Linked DNA regions of Bos taurus: region 1 is linked to region 2. Evidence: chromatin contacts called from public Hi-C data. All regions are on one chromosome and are shown on one strand. The core of a region is the stretch at or near the end of the contact, and the rest is flanking DNA. Distances in the headings are between cores, read along the strand shown. Region 1 holds the start of IRF2BP2 (interferon regulatory factor 2 binding protein 2). Region 2 has its middle 44 kb from the start of TARBP1.

What was found. A called contact is a pair of places that touch in the nucleus more often than the background predicts.
Region 1: a Hi-C map of liver shows a contact between it and region 2, with 5 times the contacts expected there. The contact joins the promoter of IRF2BP2 here to the enhancer-like site in region 2. A contact is called at or near these places in 4 of 11 Hi-C or Micro-C datasets (liver, skeletal muscle and skin fibroblasts).

The regions. Positions count from the first base shown.
Region 1 is chr28:7,402,701-7,405,890 of ARS-UCD2.0, forward strand. IRF2BP2 (interferon regulatory factor 2 binding protein 2) reads right to left here and starts at 1,382. Exons shown (of 2, transcript XM_024986931.2): 1 at 1-1,382. The coding sequence starts at 686.
Region 2 is chr28:7,311,711-7,315,010 of ARS-UCD2.0, forward strand. No RefSeq gene overlaps it. Among named protein-coding and RNA genes, the nearest start is that of TARBP1, 44 kb to the left of the region's middle. Within about 2 kb of position 1,736, at least 51 of the 102 cell types and tissues checked have an H3K27ac peak or open chromatin away from gene starts, as enhancers often do. A contact at or near this core is called in liver and skeletal muscle, where this site is marked.

The DNA of each region.
Region 1 (3,190 bases), core at 132-2,631, 91 kb after region 2:
TGCGCCGAGCCCAGGCCAGCGGCCGCGGCCCCGGACACGGCGGCCAGCGAGGCGGCCGCACGGCCGCCCAGGCCGAGCGCGGCGGGCAGCGGTGTGGCCGAGCCGTTCATGAGCGGCACCAGGGTGGGCGGCACGGCGTGGCCGCGCCGCGGGTTCGGGCTCTGGCGGTTCAGCTCCGGCGGCTCCTCCAGCTTGGAGAAACCGTTGGGCACCAGGATGCCGTTCACAGGCGGCGGCTGCGGTGTTGGCGGCTGGGCCAGGGCGGCGGCCGGGCGGCTGCCGCCGAAGTCGGAGCCCAGGCGCGGGGGCCGCTCGGCTGCGGCGGCCGCCAGAGGGTAGCGCTCCAAGGCCTGAGGAGCGCGCGGGGCGGCCTCGGGGCCGCCGTGGCCGAGCTGCTGCTGCTGTTGCAGGAGAAGGTCCTTGGCCGAGAGCGGCGGCGGCTTAGCGGCGGCCGGGGCCGCGGCGCCGGGCGGGGAGCGGCCCTCCGGGAAGCAGCCGTGCGCCCGCTTGAGCTGCCGCGCCGTCTCGATGACGAACTCGACGCGGTCGGCGCCCTCGTAGTTGACGCAGCCGCGGCACACGGGCTCGGTGAAGTCCCAGATCATGGCCCAGGGCATGCGGGGCAGGTCACACAGGTAGCATGACTGCCGCCTGGACGCGGCGGCCACCGCCACAGCCGCGGCCATGTCCGAGGAGCCCGCGGCGCCGGAGGAGGAGGAGGAGGCGGAGGAGGAGGGGGCGCCGCCGCTACCCGCCGGCACCACGCGCGCCCTCCTCCCCCCCCAACCCCGCGTCTCCCCCACCAGCGGCGGCGGCGGCCGCAGAGGCGGCGGCGGCGGCGGCAAAGTCCGCGAAGGCTCGGCGCCCGCGCAGCGCCCCCGGTGCACGAGGGGCGGCGGGCGCGGGGCGAGGGGCTGCAGCCGCGGCAGCACGTCCCCCCGGCCGGCGCGGGCTCGGGCGGACGGCGGGGCGGCGCGGCGCGGCGGGCGCGGCGGCGGCGGCGGCGGGGTCTCGGCTGGAGCCGCGGCTGGCCTCCAGACCGGGGCGAAGACGGGCCGCGCGGACGCGGAGGAGCGCAGCAGGTCGCGGCGGCAGCTGGCGCGGAGTGCGGGGCGGGGGGCGGGGAGGTTGGGGGGGCGGGGGGCGGGGGGCGGCCGCCGGGGCAGGCTCAGCCCGAGCGGCGGGGCATGCCGCGCCGGGGCGGCGGCGGCGGCGGCCGGGCGGCGCGGAGCTCGGACGCGGCGCGGACCCCGGGTCGCTCCGCTGCTCTCTCACAGCTCCTGGCGTCGCCGCTCTCCAGCGCCCGCGTCAGCGCCCAGCCCGCCTCAGCTCCGCCGCCGCCGTCGCTGCTGCTGCTGCCGCCGCGGCCGCTCCACTTCTACAGACTTGATTCTTCGACAGCCTCGCAAGGCGCCTGCGCGGGCCCCCTCCCCTTGCGCGCGCGCCCGCCCTCCCCCGCGCCCTCCCTCTCCCCCCTCCGCAGAACGGGCGCTGCTGGGAGAGCCGGCTCCTCTGCTCCCGCCCTCCCGTCCGCGCCGCGGCCTGTGTCCCCGACGTGAACGCGTGGCTGGCGCAGCTTGTTTCCCTCCACCCGCTCCGCTACCTCGACCACTCGGGCCGAGTTTCCTCCCCTTCAGGTCCGTTTAGACCAAACCGTGTAAAACTCGTGTTTTGAAAAGCAAGGCTACTTTGTAACTTGGTTCTGTCCGTTTTTAAACATCTTTTAAGGAGCTTTATTTGAACTCTTCGGCAAGTGCTTTTACACTCGCATGTGTTTTGGGGAGGACACAGGCGCCGCCGGTCCCCTGAAGTTTTACTAAAAAGGGCGTGCTCTCAGGCCTAGGATCGAGTCCACCCGCCGCTTCCCGGACCCCTTCCGGGAGGGAGCAGCAGCGCCGCGCGATGCACGCCGCTCTGCCTCCCGGCCGGCCCGCGCTACCGCGCGGGGGTCCCGGCCGCCTGGCGCAGGTTCGCGCGGCAGCCGCGTGACGTGGGCGCGGGGCCGCGGGCCGCGTGCGCCGCCGCCACCGAGTGCGCACGCTCCGCGCAGACGTGACTCGGCGCCGCTGGCACTGGCGGCTCCATTGAACGAATGCACATTCCAGGGATCCGGGGTCAGCGGCCAGAGAGGCCGCGTCACCGCGCAGGCTCCGCCCCCCCACCCGCCGGCGACTCTAGGCCTCCAAGCCCTGTCCACGGGGCCAAACTTGGACTCCAGGTGGCGCGGAGCACGGGCATGAGCGGCGGCGGGGTCCGCGCGCGCTTGGGGGTGAGCGGCTGGCTGGCTCGCGGGTCGCATGGACCCGGCAGATCTCGGCTATTCCCGGCCCCGCGGTGCGGGCAGGGGCGACCTCGAGCCCACCACACGGCCCAGGCTGGGCTTAAGTGGGTGCAAACCCGCCTGGCGCGAAGGCGACATGTGGGTGCAGAGCCAGCCACTCTCGCCGCGTTCTGCCACCGTTGGCAGCCACAGGCTGTGCCCAGACTGAATTGAGCACTTGAGTTTCACACTTTTATCGGGAGGAGGAGCTGGCGTGTGTTATGGTAAATCACTTTTGGCTGGTCGTTAGTCTTTCTGACTAATAGACGCGGGCTTAGTCACTCTCAGTTGGGACCTTTACACTTCAGCTCTGGAAGGGGGCCTCCTGTGCTTCCTTTGTTGGAAAACAGGCCCACCTCTCTCCCTGAGACTGGAATGAGCTGGTTAAGTGTGGGAAGAACAGGGTACTAATTATATTATCTTCCCTACAACTGGATTGGTAGGTGGAGAGAGAGAAAAAAATCCTGCTGACGTTTCTCTCTAGTTGTTGCTATTGAAAATGCCAGGTTGCCTCAAAGGATTAACCACAGGGAAGAGGAAAAACACCCTTAGAGAAACAGTGGAGGGAGCTGCTTAAAGCACATGAGAAAACCTGTTCAAAAATGGCACAAAAAATGTAATGCCAGACCTAAATGTTTTGTGCAGGCAAAGCCTGAAATGTCTTGTGGGGATTTCCAGAGAAGGCGCGCCTCCCTAAAGGTCTCCCCATCTGCTCCCGGATCTTGCCCTGCAAATACAATCCTGCTCACCCTTTCTTAGCTGGGAGAATAGGACCCCGATCCCCAGCAACTGGTGCCAGTGGGTTTGGCCACACCTGGTCCCTGCTATCATGCACCGCTTTCAGGACCTGTCATTCTCCTAGGAGACCCA
Region 2 (3,300 bases), core at 486-2,985:
GCTCTGAATTGTAGCCACCAGGCTTGGCCAGCTTCACAGCATCTCAGCCCATGGGGGATGTATGGAGTTTGGCAAAAGGGAAGAAAAGGATGAGAAAACTGATTCTGGATGTACAAGCTCTGGGTGAGGGTTAACACATCTTTTTTCCACTGCCTTATACACAGTTATGCTATTTTCCCGCTTGGCTCTCAAGGGAAAGAGAGTGAGAGTCTAGTTCAAGGCGGTCTCAGCACCACCCAGGTTCTCTGTCTCTGGCCCTGTGGTGACTGCTGGGCTCCCTTGCTGCCTTTCCAGTCCTACCAGGGGACAAGTGCAGTCTGGGGACCATGGGCTCCTGCTGATCCAAGTGGAGTGCAGACCAGAGAGCTCTTCTGTGGGTACCCAGTGAAGCAAGGAGGAGAGAGATGTGGGTGCAGATGACCCCCGCCCCGACCCCACCCGGAGTTGAATTTCATCCTTACTGCTCACATCCACACTGCCCATAGCCTCAATGGTCCTTGGGCTTCACATTCCACTGGACAGGGCACTGCACTTGGCAAAGAGGACCATGGTCTAACCCCTGGACTGACCCCGGAGGAGAGCAGGCAGTCATGCTGAGAAAGACACAGACCTGGGCAGTGAGACCAGTTCTTAGCCCTGACACCAACTTGGCTGTACCAGCAGAGTCATTCAACTTCTCTGGATTTCGTATTTCTCATTCTCAAAATGAATGAGGAGCTTGGGTTTCACTCAGTCTCTAAAAATTCCTTTCAGTGCTAAGACCCAGTGATTCTAAATGTCTCCCCTCCTGGGCAGCCCCATTTCCATTCTTTTCCTGTGAACCAGGGGACCTTCTTCAGTGGGGATGATGGCCGAGTTCCCAGGAGGCTGTGCACCAAGGGCACAGGGATTATAGAACAGAAGGGGGATTGTTCCATCCACTGGCAGGAGGAAGTGGCATCCTCCACAGCCCTGCTCAGAGGCAGATTTCAGAGCCACAAAACTCTCAGGGCTCTCAGTGCATTTCCAGAGGACCAGACCTACGACCTCCCCGGGAGCTGGTGATGAAAGGCGCCCCTCCACGGTGGAGACTGATGCTCACACAAGCGGAAGTGGCTTTTCCCCCAAATCCTCCAACATCGTCACTCATGATTAAGTGAACTTAATAACAATGCCCCTCCCCACCAACCAAATGACTTCTCTCCAAATTTACGATGTTCCAACTATTGACCGTGATTAACTGCTATAGCCACTGCATAACAATCTGGAGGGTTATTGTGCAGGGGAAGCTCCTTGAACTTCAAGGAGCTCTGCTCACTTTTCAGAAAGAGAGAAGGCAGGGGTGTTAGCTGGAGGCTCTCTTATCCACTTGGCTATTTGTTGTTGTTGTTCAGTCGCTCAGTTGTGTCTGACTCTTCGCAAACCCATGGACTGCAACATGCCAGGCTTCCCTGTCCTTCATTAGCTCCTGGAGCTTGCTCAAACTCATGTTCATTGAGTCGGTAATGACATCCAACTATCTCACCCTCTGTTGCCCCCTTTTCCTCTTGCCTTCAATCTTTTCCAGCACCAGGGTCTTGGCTATGGTATTCTTCAAAGTAAAATATTCCAGGATGAAAGTGGAGATCAAGTTACCAGATCAGCAAATAATGACGTGGGGAAAATGAGGAAATAGGTATCACGTGGGCAGTGGTTGACACATCTTTCTTATCTGTGGCTCTCAGCATGCAGGGGCTGCTCAAGGTCACTGCCCACAAGGTCTGGCTGACTTTCTTAAAGCAAGATCAGAGAGCAAATCACAAATGGAGGCAAATTTCAGCTGGGTCTTTCAACCAGCCATTTTGCTCTATGAAAGGTCACAAGGTCACAGGGTAATTGGAGGGTTTGGATAAGCTGGTGAGGGAATAAAGGCTTTTCCCAGGGATGATAAAAGCAGAGAAACAGCTCTCTGCCCTAAACTGGCTGCCCTGTTTCTTCAAAAATAGGTTCTCTAACGTGGAGAAGCAGAAATCGAAACCTTCCTAAATCCCCCTCGAATGTTTGGAACGGAACAAAAACACCTATTTCATGAAAAAAAAATTACATTTTGAAAGATTCCAGCAACAGGAGGCACCAGCTGCTGGGTCATCTAAGTGTTTTTGGAAAAGGAAAAGAACCATTCGGCATGAAAGATTCAGGAATGTCTGTTGACATATTAAGGAAACAACCTCAGGGGACAGCTGACAAGGCTCCAAGAAGCATTACCAAGGGATCAGTGACGCAAACGCGTTCCGTTTTTACAGGCGGGCCGGCTGCCAGGCTCCCTCGCCGGGCGGCTGATGTAATGCTAATCCCTCTCTGGGTTAGCGTTGCTTGGATATCAACTCAAGCGGCTCAGTCAGCTGCAATCAATAGCAAGCTCCTTTTATAGAAGATAGTAAAGGAAAAAATATGTATACAGAGAGTGAGACAGAACCCCAGATTCTGGTGTGCTGAAAACCTATACATTGTGTCAAAAACGAGGGAGGCAAAGGAAGGAAAGACCAACACAAAGCTAAGCAGCACCTAAAAATGCATTCAGGTGTCTTTCCATAGAATAAGGCCAGTTGTCGACAAAAGATACTATTATTTCATACTATTAGTTTTTTTAAAGCATAACTAAGGAATATGCCTAATTCCCAGCTGAGCTAAATGAAGATGGAAGAAAACAGAAGACATTAGGTGGGAATGTGAAAATAATGATTTTTTTCATTATCGAATAAATGGGCTGATTCCTTTTAAAACCTCTGCGTAAAATACTGCTTTTGAAAAATTCTATCTTCAAGACCACTGCTTTTCAATTATTTTAGAATAAATAATAAGATGAATTATGCAAATTTTAATCAGCCTTGGATTGAATGCTTATGTCAAGTGTCCTCTATAATGGGCTAAGGGGCCACTTTTGCATTTTCTCTTTCTCAGGCACGGCAATTTTAACTGTCCAAGAGTGATAAAGAAGAACCCATTTTAAAAGCTCAGTTCAATTATGCACATTCTTCTTTATTTTCTAGGTCATACTTAGATGGAAGGAACTGATGTGAAATCTTACACAGAAGACCAACAGCAAAAGCTTCCCTCATTCCAAGACTTTCAGAGTCTAAATAATAATAAAAATGGGGGTGGGGTGAAAGGGAAGGATGAGCACCAATGGAGATAGAGTTGTTTTTTAATAATAATGAGATGAATATAATGATGATGATACAGCACTTTAGACTCAGGAATCAAGTCCACTCGGATGGCAGTGACGTGATAGCAATGACACACGATTCACCCTTGACATATTTAAAACACTTTCCTTCTAAG